2 separate regions of the Mus musculus genome follow, and region 1 is linked to region 2. The links are chromatin contacts, called in public promoter capture Hi-C maps. All regions are on one chromosome and are shown on one strand. Each heading gives the region's core, a stretch centred on a gene start, on an enhancer-like site or on the middle of the called end of the contact. The rest is flanking DNA. Distances are from core to core; before and after follow the strand shown.

Evidence for each region. Promoter capture Hi-C pulls out the DNA fragments that hold promoters and counts their contacts.
Region 1: a promoter capture Hi-C map of liver shows a contact between it and region 2, with 5 times the contacts expected there. The contact joins the promoter of Rpain here to the promoter of Myh10 in region 2. A contact is called at or near these places in 2 of 39 promoter capture datasets (both in liver) and 1 of 9 other capture datasets (liver).

What each region holds. Positions count from the first base shown.
Region 1 is chr11:70,968,829-70,971,890 of GRCm38.p6, forward strand. It overlaps Rpain (RPA interacting protein), which reads left to right and starts at 1,371. Exons shown (of 7, transcript NM_027186.3): 1 at 1,371-1,759; 2 at 2,936-3,062. The coding sequence starts at 1,679. Nup88 (nucleoporin 88) reads right to left here and starts at 1,145. Exons shown (of 17, transcript NM_172394.3): 1 at 821-1,145. The coding sequence starts at 1,123.
Region 2 is chr11:68,690,367-68,693,804 of GRCm38.p6, forward strand. Myh10 (myosin, heavy polypeptide 10, non-muscle) reads left to right here and starts at 1,549. Exons shown (of 41, transcript NM_175260.2): 1 at 1,549-1,816.

The DNA of each region.
Region 1 (3,062 bases), core at 121-2,620, 2.3 Mb after region 2:
TCCAGGTCACCCAAGGTCACAGGTAAGGCCCTAGATTACCTTCAAGCGCCTTGCAGCAAGCAGTACTGCTTCATCTACGTGGACTTAATATAAAAGAGTGATAGTTTAAGGGAGTTTCAATAATTTGTCATAGCATCATATAGCCTCAAAAATACTCTCACCCTGGTACTTCCTATTTCTTTTCTCATGACCATTTTAGATTTCTAATTTCTTTTTATTATTCGTAAATAATGATGAGACCATCAATATATTATTTACCTTAGTATGGAGAATTATACTAAGCCAAAAATCCTTTTAAATAAGGATTTCTTTTGAATATAATAATATTTCTAATTGCTTTTAAATCTGTAGGCCCATGTCTTTAAATGCCTGTTGTAGAACTGGGCAGTGGCAGCACATGGCTTAATCCTAGCTCTGATCAGGATCCTCCAGATCTCTGTTAATGAGGTCAGCCTGCTCTACAGAGTGCGTTCCAGAACAACCAGGGCTGTTAACCCTGTCTCAACAAACCCCTCCACCCCCACCGAAGCAAATCACAGATATTACGGAGCTTGTGCATGCTCTAGGTTTATGTCAGGTGCTGGACACACACACAGGCCTAGCCTCTGTTTTGGTGTTTATAAATGACTTAGACCCGTAATCTCAACACTCAGAGACTGGGGCAGGAGTTCCTGGCTAGCCTGGGCTACATAGTGATTCCAGACCAGATTGAGCTACAAAGCGGGGTCATTCCACTCGAAGTGGGGCGTTCCCAAAAGACGCCAGCCCAGGTCCGCCAACGAACCAAAAGGCTGATTGCTTTCACGATGGACCGGCGCACCTGATACTGGGAGAGAGGAGGCTCCACGCCACCACCGCTGGGGCCTCGAAGGCGAACCACCAAGAAGGCGCTGCCTTCTGCGTCCCACAGAAACAGTTCCCCTCCGAGGCCGAAGACCAGGTTTCTCGTCGGCAAATGCGGCGGCAGAGACGGGCACGAGGGTGAAGTCGAAGCCGCTGGCTTCTCCGCTTCGGCTGGACTCTGGTTTCTTACGCCCTCGCGGAGCCGCAAGAACACGACGTGGTTAGGAAGCCAGCTCTGCCACAGCTCCCCATCGCCCAAGGGCCCCACGGCAGCCGCCATCTTGAACTAACAGCTCAGGATTGAGGGGCGGGAGGAAACGAAGCCCGCTGCTGTGCGTAGCCAATCCGCGGCCAGCACTTCACAGCTTCAGCCTATCAAAGTGTAGGAATCTCGAGAAGTTGGCCCAATAAGAAAGAATCGCTAGAGGATAGACAGGGCCGCGGGTTGAAGCCAAGGTGGGCGGGGCGGGGCGGGGCGGAGTGGAGTGTAAGGATCGCTTTGGGGCTGCTGCTGGGCCAGTGAGGGGGTAGCGTTAAGGATGAGAGATGTGTGTCTGATTGTCTACTGGACAACTTCCTCTGGGTAAACCCAGAACTTTCTCTCAAGATTCACCTCCCTCAGCCCGGGTGGTGTTTACTTCTCAACTGTCACTGCTTCATCTATCCTCGGATTCCCCTAAATCTGTCACTGTGAGGGGATAGAAACTAGATACAATTCCAAGAAAGCCCGGCGGCCTGAAGTACAGACAGACTGCGCCGAGACTACAACTTCCAGAATCCTTTGCGCGCGGCTAAGGGGCGGTGATTTGGGCGCTGTTTCCCGCTAAGGGAGGAGATGGCAGAGTCCTCGGGGTCTCCGCACCGCTTGTTGTACAAGCAGGTGGGCTCGCCCCACTGGAAAGAAACTTTCAGGCAGGTGAGTGTGAAGTTTGGGTTGTCATCACTTCCCTAATCTTCCCAAGGACCTCTGTCCTCGGTGTGCTCGCTTCAGCACTGGTTGTGGAGCAGGTGCCCGGTGTGCCTGGCCAGCGAGGTGGATCTCTTGCTATAGGATTGGGTCCCGGCCGCCGCCCGGGCTGTTGGCCGGCGTAGGTGTTATGCTATCCTAGGATTCGACTTTGTTTCATATTTTAAGAGTCATGACAGCAGTAGCAACACCACCACCTAACGTTCGGTTACAGAGGGAAGCACTCCGTATGTATACGTCACGTGAGATAGAAGTTATTTCTCTCCTGAAGAACATCAGACACGGTTAGGAGAGTTGAACTTAAGCTCCGCCTTCTTCCGAACTCAAGTAGTTCCTTCTAAGAAGCAGCTTATCTCCCTGTTCAGCAGTCTCAAAAGGGTGGGTGTATTCCAGAAGAACCACCCAGAAAAACAATCTTCATGCTGAACATGTTGTGTGGAGTAGTGTTTCTCAACAGTGAGTGCTGACGTTTCGAAGGAGAACGTTCTATTATGGGAGGTGGTTCTGTACAATGTAGAACACTTAGATGCAGCAGCCTTGGTCTCTCCACCTACTAAATGGCACCAGTCAGTAGCAGTTCTTCAAGCAGAGCTGTGACAACCACTTGGGAACAAAAACTGTCCCGAGTTGGGGGTGGAGAGATGGCTCAAGAGTCCTTATGTTTCAGTAGCAGACCCGATGGCTGTAACTCCAGTTCCAAGTGGTCTATTGCCATCTTCTGGCCCTGGTGTGCATCAGCACTGGTGTGGTGCACATAAACTCATACAGGCACACACATAGACACAGGAAAAAAAATTAAAAACCCATACCAGGGTTGTAAAGTACTATTTTACAAGAAGACCATTACTATAGCCATTTGTACAATTCCAGGAATTTAGAAGCCATATAAATGTCTGAAGTTAGTCTGTGGATACAGTTCCTGTGTATCCAACTGTCTTCTTATAAGATAAAATATGAAATATAGGAATGTGTGTAATGTAACCCATCTGTGTGTGGAGGACTTGAGGCTATGAAATTTTGCATCTTGAATTTTCTTATATTTTTACTGACTAATTGGAGGGTTTTCTTTTTAGTGGAATTGATGTTTTTCTTCTTAACCAATACTGCCCTCCCTTACCTCCCCAGGGATGTCTGGAGAGAATGAGAAACAGCAGGCACAGGCTCCTGAACAAATATCGCCAGGCTGCAGGTAGCACGCCGGGGACAGCCTCAGACAGACTTCTTGTGCAAGAAGTAATGGAGGAAGAGTGGG
Region 2 (3,438 bases), core at 299-2,798:
TATTTGAGCCGTTTGTATGGATGCTCTGAGCATGGAATATAGCATTTAGAAATGACTTCATTGGGTAACAAAGCTTAGAGTCATGCCTTTGAGATGGCTGAGTCTTTTCTAAATCCGGAAACGTTTATAAGAGGGCTATCATTGACACGTTATACTAACTTATACTTCCTCGGTAGACTTCACAAGGATAGAACTCTTCATGTAGTGCCAAAGTCACAAGACACCTGGAAGGGGGCAGCCACCCTAGTGGGCATGTGGGGTTGGAGACCAGATGCACCTGGACAAAGGACAAAGAATTCTCACTTCCCCCGGAAGGGCTCTGCATTCAGCTGCCTTGGAGATTTCTCTGAATTCCACCAACCCTTTCTTATCACTTCCTGCCTTGTTTTCATTTTTTTTCTCACTTTAAAAAAAAAAATCAGTCTAGAAGTTTCTCAGGCATTTACAAAGTATCCATTAAAACACACACATATATACAATACTAAATACATAAAATCCTGAGGCAGTTTTAAAATAAAGTATTTTATATTTATCTTTTTATAAGAACAATAATCCATTTGGCTCTTGTGATTTTTTTACTTTATTATATTTATACATGTATAATTAAGAGTTGACTAGATTCTGCAGACATTTCATTACATTTTTTTTTTAACTTCAATTTTCCAGTTTCCTTATTTTGGAAGCCCACTCCCACCTGAGGTCCATGAACCTTTCTAAGGCACTTGAACCACTGGTTCTTTAGCCCTAGGGGCTATGACAACAGCACAGGAATCCTGCAAGCCCTACCCAGTTCCTCTTCCATAGAGAGCTGGAATGAATGAGTGAGTGAACAAATGAAGTCGCTCTCTGGTCTTCTCTGCCAGGCCCGTTTGCTTCTCGTATTTTTGGAATCTCAGCCCTGCCTAAGAGGCAGAGCAAGCAAACATCCAACTGCGGCGGGTCACGAGAGGAAGGAAGCATCAGTAAGGGGGGACTCCGGCCGCCACAGGGTTGCAGCCCGGTCAGGACAGAGCTTTAGCGCCCAGCCCGAGAGGCTCCCCTCCCCCACTGCAGGTGAGCCGCAAGCAGCGGCTCCCACCCACTGAAGCTCCAGGGTGACGTCAGGCCTCAGGACCGCGCTCCGGCCCCGCCCCTGCAGGCAGCTCCGGGAGCTGGCGATTCCTCGGCGAAAGCCGGTCCCGCTGAGGGACCCAGTGGCTGCGGCAAGCCTACGGGCCGCAGAACGCTCGAGTGGGTTGCAGCGGCGGCCCGACGCAATAGAGAGACGTGACCAGTGGGAGCTGGTGACTTGTGCTGCGGTACACCTGCCCCACTGTCCACCCAGCCCTGACTAGCGCAGCGCGCACACCCCAACAAGATCGGCGATCTCTGCCTCGCGGGATCGCCAGGCTCCTAGTTTCAGCTGTCCATCTCCCTCCAGAGTCAGCCAATCACCCGCCACTGCCCCGGCCGCACCTCCCGGAGTCTCTGACAGGCGTGAGTAGCAGCCTATGAGATTGGGAGTCTGTGGGTCTAGGTCGGGAGCGGGAGCCAATGAGCATCATTCCAGGTGGGTGGAGGGAGCGGGACTTGGGAAGGTAGCTTCGTTCGGGTTGCTAACGTCTTTCCTGGGAGATGGGCGCGCAAACCGACCAGTGGGTCTGGGGGCGGCAGTGATGGGCGTGGAGATGGCCCAATGAGGGTGGGAGTGGGTGGGGCAGGCGCGAGCAGCAGTGCTAAAGGAGCCCGGCGGAGGCAGCGGTGGGTTTGGAATTGAGACGCTGGATCTGTGGTCGCTGCTGGGGACGTGTGCCGGCGCCACCATCTTCGGCTGAAGGTGAGACGAGCAGTTGCCCGGGTCCGAGTGCGGCGTTCCGGGAGTGGGGACGGTTGAGGGAACAGGAGGGGAGGAACCGGGGCTGGGGAACTGGGCGAGCCTGGAGCACAGAGACGGAGCCCAGGCGGGAGCTGGGAAAGGGAGACTGGGCAGTGGAGAGCGGAGCTTGTGGAGATGACGAGACCCCAGTGTATGGAGATGAAGAGACCCCTGGAGGGGTGGGAAATGGGGTCCTTGAGAATGAGACCTCTTCATGGATCAGGGCCAGGTCATACGTGAGGACGACTCTTGAAAGGGATGAGAATGGAGATCTGGGGATGGGGATGTAGGGACCAACTCCTGGTTGCATTGGATCCCTGGAAGCGTGGGGTTGGGAGGTGAGTGCCCTAATAAGAGGCCGGAGGCGCCCGGCGTGTCTATCTCCTTTTAGGAGAGGACTGAGTCCTGGGATGTGATCTTGGTGCTGGGGGCCCAGGAAGGAAAGGGGACCCTGGGTGGGTTGCACCGTGGGTTAGGTGGAGTTAGATTTCCCCGGGTGCGACTGAAAGGTTCTCCGAAGACTCAGAAGGCGGACCCTGGATCTGTGCGGTTTAGGGACCAGTGGCCTGAAACTGCATGGTCTTGGGAGCATGCGACGGATGAGAGGCTCCAGAGCTGGTCTCGGGAAGGAGGGCTGGAGCTAGACCTCATGCCACGCTCGCTGGGGACCGTGGTGGACCGGGAGGTGGACACCGGGCGAGGCCTGGGCCGTTGGGGAGAACGAGGCGGGAAATGTGGCCCGGGCGCGTTGTAGCGGAGCGGCCGGGGGGAGGGTCAGCCGTCGCCTCTGGATCGCTTTATTGTGTAAGTGATCTGGTAATGGCTCGCCGCAGAATCTCTCCCTAGCCTTCTGTAGTTAGGGTGTCATACTCTGATCCTATAAAATCGAAGTGGATTTGGGTCGGAGGGAAGTTGAAGCTGTGGAGTCCTTGGCGTTGGCGGGGCTTTGTGGGCCTTTGGTGGGCGGATGCGGCCCAGGGACCCGAGAGGCCCCCAGTCAGGCCTCTCTGGGAACTGGGGCCTTAGGAGGTGGCCAGTCGGTGCGTCTGACCTGAACTGGTGAGGTTTGGGTAACGGGGTCTCTGCCTACGACCGTTATCTCTTGTTTCTTGGGGCCTCTGCAGCTCTCTTCAAGATCACTGCGGTGGATGGAAGGGGGTGGGGTAGATTGGGGTGGGGTAAGGGAAAAGCAGGCGGAGTAGATCCAGACTGCGGATGGAACAAAGACTGCTGTTTTTGCTGAATAAAATAATACTAAATATAATACTTTAGCTATGCTAAGATTTTGATTTTATTTTTTTCAAACATTGAAACTAAGGATGGTTTGGGTGAGGTTTAATTATTCCTGATAGTATCTGACTCTGGAAAACTTTATAATCTATTCATTGTTCCATCTCCTATATTAATCTGCCTCAATTAACTATTCTTGTAGCCCCGTGCATTTGATGTTTAAGTATGCCCTGTCTGTCTCCGGTTTTGGAAAAGTGGCCATTTTATGTATCTCTTTACTTCTGCATCTTAAATTCCGTTCTTCCCGTCCTTATCGGCAGAAAGCATATGGTGCAATTGTGTGATATACCACA